Regions from separate parts of the Mus musculus genome. Here all the other regions are linked to region 2. Evidence: chromatin contacts called from public Hi-C and HiChIP or PLAC-seq data. All regions are on one chromosome and are shown on one strand. The core of a region is the stretch at or near the end of the contact, and the rest is flanking DNA. Distances in the headings are between cores, read along the strand shown. Region 1 overlaps Fat3 (FAT atypical cadherin 3). Region 2 overlaps Fat3 (FAT atypical cadherin 3). Region 3 overlaps Fat3 (FAT atypical cadherin 3).

Region 1 (2,700 bases), core at 145-2,644, 200 kb before region 2:
CAGAACAAGTTTAGTTGACCAAGGCTGTGACTTCTCAGAGCTGGTGATGACACATGGAGTCAGGGTCTTTTGTATCACAGACAACTGGCTGTGTAACCAAAGATGACCTTGAACTCATGAGTCTCTTACCTCTGACACTTCTGAATTGTTGAGATAACAGTTATGTATAACCACTGGGCAATTTCACACTTTTTTCATTTGGAGAGGAAGTAAATAAAAGCAGAAGTAAAAATATAAATAAATAAATAAATAAATAAATAAATAAATAAATAAGGCTTTTGCTGCTGAAGCCTGTGTGTTCTTTCTTGGTGGTGGCACCATCCACCTTCCTTGCAGTTATTAGCAATGTACTTGTTGCTTGTTGTTATGAGGGCCGTGCTAGCTTTAGAAATAATATGAAAAAAATATTCATTTTGCTAATTTACATAGCTTATAAACTAGGTGCAAATTGTAAGTACTTATTTAACAGAGGATATTTTTAATATTTTATGAAATGTCTTATGAAATATTTGGACAGACGTGTTTCTAAGTACTGTGTTTATGTAGGAAACACTGTCTATTCTAAGAGCTTTAGGACATTGGTATGTAAGGAATTGTCTATCCACACGTAGTTGCTTCTGCCTCTGATTGCAGTTGAGCAAAAAGGATCATGATTCATTCAGCGAGCCTGGGCTAAAGAGCAAGATATTGCCTCAAAAAGAAAAATGAAAATAGGAAGTAATTTATCAGCACCTTACAAGTTGCCATTTAAAGTGTGAGCTGAGTTCCTCACAGATGCTTAGCAAGGCTTCCTGTGAGACAATCTCAACCCACTCAGAAGGTTTTTGCTAAATAAAACATGATTTGTGGCTTCCTGCTAGGACTCTGACGCTGTGATACTATGAATATATAGAACTGTATATGGTCTAAGGCTGTCTGCCTTACCCTCTCCACACCTGCAGACCAAATCTCAGGCAGCTGCACTCACCTGGCTCAGTATTCAGAGCACCTTTATAGAAGAACGGGTTGTGACCACAGCCTTCTGCACTGCCAGCTCAGAGTGCTTTGTGGCCCAGCTCTTCAGATCCAGGTCCAAGAGTTGTGTCTTAAGTGGCTGGCTGGCTTATGGGCAAAGGGGAAGACTGTTCCTCAAGTCCTAAAGCAAGTGGTGCCTAGACAATCCTGTAGGTTGGAAGTCTGCATCCATTCTGGGGCCTATGTGCACTGCTCTGGGGCCCATCTGCACTGCTCTGGGGCCCATCTGCACTGCTCTGGGGACTATTTGAACTGCTTTGCCCTTTGAGTTTGGATTTGCTGACAGGTACACTTTAATACCCTGCCCCTACTCTCTCTGGTTTTGCCCCCTATGCACAAGCCAGAGTCCTGAGGCATGATGCAGATCAAACCCCAGAGGAAGTACATTTCTGTGCTTCCGATCTGACCATGACACTTGACTCCAGGCTCTGTCAGTAGCACTGTCTTCAGATTTGCTTAATATGCTTGCTGGCATACCCAAAGTCAACTGATTTCAAGGAAGGGGCGGTGCCATGGGCTTGTTGACTCAGTACATCGAGATGGTTTTCATTCTGTGGCTAGTGAATTTAAGAGGCAGGATCTTATTTATTTAAGTAACATTTTGAGAAGACAGCAAGTAAGTGCATCTTTACTTTGAAAGTTGCAGAACTGATTACAGGGAGAAATTAAATAGGAAGGGGAAATGGAACAAAAAGTTAAGTATGAGGTAGAAATAACTATTTCCAACCATGAATCTCCAAACATGCACTGGCCTGCTTCTGCACTGGCCCTGGTTCTGTATGTGTTGTTGCATAGCTGTGTGTCTTCAGGCTGGTCCCTCAAGGCCTCTGTGACAGCAACTACCGTTTTGTAAAACGAGGCAGTTGTTGACAATCTCATAGACACTGAAATACAATTTATAGGCATTGAGAGATATGGTATTACTCCTTAGCACTTGTCATGTATTAAGCTCATGAGTGTATTGCATGTTAAACAGAGAGTAATCTAATTTCACAGTTAAATAAAGTGCTAATTTAAATTACTTTTGAAATTAAAATGTTAATGGAATAAATTTCCTGGGTCTAATAAATGAACTCTCTGCATCCTTCCCCTCCCCCACCCGTGCTCTCAGTCCTGCAAAGGGGAGGGGGAGGGGTATGCTGTCTGCCTCTGCATTTTCCACTGCACCTTACATCCTGGAGCTTCTTTTATTTCAGGCTGGATTACTTTTATCTGAGGCTGTTGGGGCAGGAGGAATTAGATCCATTTTCCTGACAAGAATTTTACATGGAACACATATTTGAAAGATTAATGTAAGCAGTTGCTGCCGAAACAATTTAATCTTGCTTTCCATAGTAATGAAAAATGAATAATCAGAAGAATAAATTGTGTCTAGGAGATAATAAATACCCCTTAAAGGATCTTAGCAGTGAATATGAATTATAGCTGCCCCCTCCAGCTTAGAAGGCCATGGCCAGTTGGTTCTCAACCATATGTCTGCTGTAGCCTTAGTTGCAGAGGCTGATTCATCTTACCTCTGTCTATCAGAGCCAAGCTCTCTGCTGTCTTCCCACTAATTTGAAACTGCAAATAGCAGTTTGTGCCAATTAGAGCAGTGTATATAGAATGCCGTGAAACTCATGTTTCCCTCCTGTCTCTTGACCAGCAGCAGACCTAACATGTCTAATGTAAGCATTCAAGATATAA
Region 2 (2,780 bases), core at 258-2,757:
TCCATGCCCTGCCTCTTCTCTCTCTCTCTCTCTCTCTCTCTCTCTCTCTCTCTCTCTCTCTCTCTCTCCCTCTCCCCCTCTCTCTCTCTCTTTCCCTCTCTCTCTCTCTCTCTCTCTCTCTCTCTCTCTCTCTCTCTCTCTCTCTCTCTCTCTCACACACACACACACACACACACACACCAGATCTGTGAACATGTTCTCACACATGGATTAATGGATGGCTGTGAGGATGTGTGACCGACATTTTTCTCTTATGTCTTAGAGTTTGCTGCTAAAACATGCTGACACATGTCCTCTTAAATAAATACACTTTCTCATCTCTACTGATCTGTTTAGAAGTAGCAATGAATTTGTATGTGTGTGGGGGGAGGGGAGACAGAACACATTTGTCCTTAGAATTAAAAAAAAGCAACTAATTCAGAAAGATCTGGCAGGAGAAGAAAGGCATTTTATAAATTATCAATAAATCAGCATATAACCTTTTTCCTAAAATAAACTGCAGCTATTTATATAATCCAGGTGGAGACTGTGAGAAAGGAATTATACGCTAGAGAGATACAAAGAATCTTTGTTTTTGAAAGCAGATGTAAGATGCATGCCATATACATCTGCCAGTGTGGATGACTATTATACAGAAAAGTGACTCTCTTGAAACTCAAGCACATGATTCGCGTTTTTCTCCCTACCTCTCTATTTATATCATTGTTGTTGTATTTGAAATTACTCAAATTATATTCACAGGCCAGACTAGGACACATACAGAAGAAGTTGTATTTTATGACCAAAATTATCACCACTTAAATCTGCTTCCCCCCTCCAAGTTGCTAATGAATTGTTTTACAGGGTGAGAGCATCTTACCAAGAGACATTGTCATGGTCATGAACATGGTGACATTCTCTTAAGTACAGCAGAAACTAGGGGCACATTTGGACGTGGGGAGTGTCTGCCCCACTTGTTTCTATGATCCCAATTTTGGGGAGTAAAAGGTTTGCAAAGCACAATGCTGTGGACTCTGAAGTCCTTCTTGACTATAGCTAGAATTATATTGTTCCCTTGGACAACATTAAACTGTTGACAGCTGAGGCCACATGCTTTCCTGTAAGATGTGATGTTTCATTTTTGATGAGTTCATAAACTTTGAAACACAACAATGAAACTGTTATGGTAATGCACGCGTCTCATCCTGCTCTGCCACAGAAATCTTGATGCTCTGAGCTAAACAGGAAGCGTCCTGACAAGAAGACAAGTCAGATGAGCAGGGGAGGAGCGTGGAGGTCTAATCTCTGCAATTTTGTCAGTCTCCTAAGTCATTTGTCATGTTTCATCACATCATCTCAAGCTTTCTATCCCCTCTGGGACCTGGCTGATCAGCCCTGAAGCTTTTAGCTGTTGATGTGATAGGAAGCCTGCGCTCCCATGAGTGGAGCAGACTATTCTGTACGTGCAAGGCCCAAAGAGCCATTTCCACTCAGCACTTCTTTATTTAGCACGTCCTATGGGCATGCTTCCAATAAAGTCCTACTCCACACCAGGAAACTGGTTCATTAAGCTTGTGAAAGGGCAGGCTGGAGGAGGAAGGGTTGCTCACCAAAGCCATGAGTCCACCTAAGCCTAGAGTGACAGGAGATTGTGTGCCATTGACCCAGTTGGGGAGCATGTTAATGCTATACTGATATTTAGGGGAGATATTGAGATGATTCATATTTTGCTCTGAAGTAAATGTGGGAAGAGGAATTCTAAAGCTGAGGAAATTAGTACAAATTCCACGGGGAAGTATTTGGGATACACTGAGTGAATGTTTTTCTTGAACATCCAGGGTAAGGGAGATAAGGACAAAGGAGTTTAGGAATAGGTCATAATATGCTTTAAGAATGAGGACAAGAATTCATACTGATTCTACAGAGAGAGAAGTTCATATTACAGATTAGTAACCAGGAAGTGACATGGAGACACAGAATAGTAGACAGGATGTGACATAAGATCACAGTTTAAGAGAAAATAGGAAGTGAACCACAAGAGATAATAGGAAGTAACAATCAGAATCACGGGAGAGAACAGGAAATAAAGTAATAGCTTAGTAGAGACCAGAAGTGACATAGAGTCACCGGTAAGAACAGGAAATTACATAGTCAGAGTCAGAGGAGAGACCAGAAAGTGGGAGTGTTAGCTACAAGTGGGAGATTGGAGCTTCTGCTGCTGGTCTGCCAGATGAGCCCACCTCTCTGCCATCTGCCTGTTCTCCTGTGCCTGAGACTAATCATATTCCATCTGAATTTTACATTTTTCATATAAAACATACGCCCACACTCTAAAAGTGCTGCAGTCTAAGCTTATTCTTCCTTTTGAGAAATGGTTCATCCTCCTACTCAGTTGTTCAACTAAAGAACCAAATATAGAAAGCAATAGATCTTCCCATCCTCAAGTACTCCGTCTCCCACTTCCCACATCAAACCAATAATAACCTGCCTCCTACCCTGTGAGTCTGCTCAGGTCCTCTTACTCATTGCCATTCCCCTGGCTTAAAGCAAGACCTTGCCAACAAATCCAGCTAAAATTTCTTCTTCCCATTACAGCTTTCATGCAGCTGCTAGTTATGCTAAGACCATAATGTTAAATCCATGTAAGTTGGAACTGCTTAGATAAGCCCTCATTGCCAATGATGAAATGTATCCCTTCGACTGTCATGAAAGCATCTTCATGGACATGTCTGGACTTCTGTTTTCCAAGTATGTATTCTTCTTCTCACCACCACATTTTCCCACAAAAATGTATAGAGAAC
Region 3 (2,700 bases), core at 175-2,674, 250 kb before region 2:
TTAGCAATGCGTGCTGTCTGCTCTTTTTCCAGGAACCCAACTAGAATATCCTTCTTAAATAAATGTTTTAAAAACAGATTTAACTATATTTTGAGGACTATTTCTTCCAATTTTTATAAAATGTGGTTTCTATAACTACGTTATGATTGGGGCCCTGGGGAAACAGTAGAGGTGATAGCTATCTATTTTATAGGAAGGAGAATAAGCAGGAGGGCTTCATCTTGCTATCTAACTCTTTCCCTATTTCTCTGCTCCATGAGTGGATACTTTTTACTGTGTTAGAGACCTAGTCCCACCAGCTGAAAAAGAAAGCGGTTCAATGAACAGTAGAGCAACCTAAATATCTCAAACTGTCCATCATTTTCATGTTGTGCTTTGGTCCTCAGCAAAGACACCGATTCATCTCACCTGGTAGCCATAGAAACATTAAAGACATGAGATAAGCAGCATATATCTAGTTCTCCTGAAGAAGTGAGGCCAGTGTAATGCTTAGAAAGAGTTCTCTGCAGTCTCTGATAATCAGATAATCCAGAAGGTAGATGCAAACTAAGAAAGAGGAATTCTGAATTGTTAGAAAGAACTAGAGAGCCTTGTGTTTAATCCCTACAGGGACATCTTTGAATTACTGCACTGTAAGCTTCCATTCCCTTTTATTCAGACACACTGGAAACAATATTTATTTCCTTGCCATATACTTACTTTTCTACATTTCTTCAAACTTGGTGGTAACTCTGATAAGCTGAGCATGAAGATGCTCATTATTTAAAGACTTTGATGTAGTTCATGACAACTTTGGATTAAACAGTGTTCTTGTTTCTCATGTTCTTCATACATTATGTCTTTCTGGAACTTATTTAACTGAAAAAAAAAAAAAGACTAGACACTGGCCCAGCCCTGCCCTTAACCTTCCCTTGAGATCAGAATGAGCAAAAGGGAGAAATGAAGTTATGATCAAGTGACAGCAGAAACTTTTCTTGGCTCTGGAATTTCTGGCCATAATGACTTGGAGAAAAAAAATGCTTCCCAGAGGAGCTCTAAACATTCTACAACATTCTGATGAGCTTAGGAGTCATCATGTAAGCCAGGCAGAAAAGAGGACGAGCAGCTTCTGGAAGTGATGGATGGGGAGTTTCTATCACCGTTTGCAGCAGGTGCTTTTCTCTTGACCTTTTTTAGTTGTTGGCTGAAGGCAATTTAGATTTAATAGAGGACAGTAGGTTTATGTCTACACTGTGTATCAATCTTGGGCTGTTACTGTCCCCCTTATAACCAGAAAATGGTGAAAGTAATGACAACATTAAAGAAGTAATCTAAATAGAGTAGCAAGCTGACCACCAGAGACATGTATGGTCTTTTCTTAGTGTGTGGTCTTCCTTTAACATTTAAAACCGGCCATAAGCAGAAGTGAAAATGTATACAATAAGGAAGTCTGGACACATTTGAGTATCAGAAGACTGTGGGACGGACTTAGCGTCCTCAGTGACTTTGGATAGCTTGTATCAGTTCAGTTTTCTCACCAGGGCAATTTTGGGAAGTGTTTTGCATGTATCTTGAAGGATATTTTCATTTATCATTACAGTTGGAAGAATTATAGAGTTTGATAAATATTTATGTGATGCCACTACACCGTAGTGTTTTTCTGAAATGGAAATGAAAGTAGGCTGCAGCCTGTATTTGCAGCTTGCCAGTTTCTTATGAAAGCACATCATATCAAGAGAGAATCTGTAAAGAATGGTGAGCAGGACTCAGTTCGATTCATATTAAAATCCTGAACACCGCTTTGCAAGTTATTGAACATAATAGAGATCTACAAATTTTCCCATTGGACTCTGTAGAATTTAGTGGTTCCTATGGGTCATCCATTATGACTAAATTCACAGATTTTTATTTGCATAGCACAGTTAATATTCTAGTTGTTTTAAAAAAAAGCAGCATACTAGTAAAAGATGATAGCTAGTAAAATATATCAAATACGAAACAGTCACCTCTCATTTAGGCAGTAAGAGAGATGCATAGACCAGTCCCACTGTGTGCTTTATTACTAAGTAGTGAGTTCATGTTACCTCATCTCTCTCCCATGTTTCTTATATGAGAAAACAAGCCTAGTTTTGAATTTCTTGTCTGAGTCTTCCTCTTTTTGATGGAGCTTCAATTTGGGCTTGGCAGCCTAGCAGTAGAGTCAGAGATTTGAATCAGGTCACTACAGTCATTTTGTGGATCAACAACCTTCCTTATAGGTTCAAGCCAGAAAGAGTTTGTCAATTCATTAATAAACAGTAAGATAGTGACCATTGTAAGGAAGAGACAGGATTATCACCACTGTCCAGGTTCCTTAAGAGAGCTGAGAGAAGCCACAGTACCTGATATGTCCTAAGGGTACAATCCCAGTGGAGCGCATGTGAGGACAACTGGAAGCCAGGCCAGATGGAATGGAGTCCAAGCACATACTGGCAAGTTATTAAATTGGTCTCAGCTTCACAACAACCTCCAGATTGTTTCTCAGTACCCTGAGTGTCTCCAGGAGACCACAGAGATCTCTAGGGTAGGATTGTTTCAGCCTGGACCTAGAGGAAAGGTGAGCAGAAGCTAGCTTTGCTGTCTCCTCCTTGTGTCTGGCCTCATATTAATATAATCTTTCTCACAGGGTAGTACCAACTTCTCAGCTAAGGCTTCTCTATGTGCTGATGTATCTGGGTAGCT

Evidence for each region. Hi-C and Micro-C count contacts between places; a contact is called where the count stands out from the background. HiChIP or PLAC-seq counts read pairs in DNA pulled down with a chosen protein or histone mark.
Region 1: a contact with region 2 is called in a Hi-C map of bone marrow-derived macrophages, with 5 times the contacts expected there. The contact joins two enhancer-like sites. A contact is called at or near these places in 5 of 484 Hi-C or Micro-C datasets (bone marrow-derived macrophages, cerebral cortex and macrophages) and 2 of 115 datasets of contacts at active chromatin or transcription factors (bone marrow-derived macrophages and microglia).
Region 3: a contact with region 2 is called in an H3K27ac HiChIP or PLAC-seq map of microglia, with 7 times the contacts expected there. The contact joins two enhancer-like sites. A contact is called at or near these places in 1 of 39 promoter capture datasets (hippocampal neurons), 2 of 115 datasets of contacts at active chromatin or transcription factors (both in microglia) and 1 of 9 other capture datasets (macrophages).

What each region holds. Positions count from the first base shown.
Region 1 is chr9:16,310,890-16,313,589 of GRCm38.p6, reverse strand. The region is part of intron 2 of Fat3 (FAT atypical cadherin 3); the gene reads left to right. Among named protein-coding and RNA genes, the nearest start is that of Fat3, 190 kb to the left of the region's middle. Within about 2 kb of position 1,394, at least 19 of the 459 cell types and tissues checked have an H3K27ac peak or open chromatin away from gene starts, as enhancers often do. A contact at or near this core is called in bone marrow-derived macrophages and microglia, where this site is marked.
Region 2 is chr9:16,113,703-16,116,482 of GRCm38.p6, reverse strand. All of the region lies in intron 3 of Fat3 (FAT atypical cadherin 3), which reads left to right. Among named protein-coding and RNA genes, the nearest start is that of Mtnr1b, 240 kb to the right of the region's middle. Within about 2 kb of position 1,507, at least 40 of the 459 cell types and tissues checked have an H3K27ac peak or open chromatin away from gene starts, as enhancers often do. A contact at or near this core is called in bone marrow-derived macrophages and microglia, where this site is marked.
Region 3 is chr9:16,362,640-16,365,339 of GRCm38.p6, reverse strand. All of the region lies in intron 2 of Fat3 (FAT atypical cadherin 3), which reads left to right. Among named protein-coding and RNA genes, the nearest start is that of Fat3, 140 kb to the left of the region's middle. Within about 2 kb of position 1,424, at least 8 of the 459 cell types and tissues checked have an H3K27ac peak or open chromatin away from gene starts, as enhancers often do. A contact at or near this core is called in microglia, where this site is marked.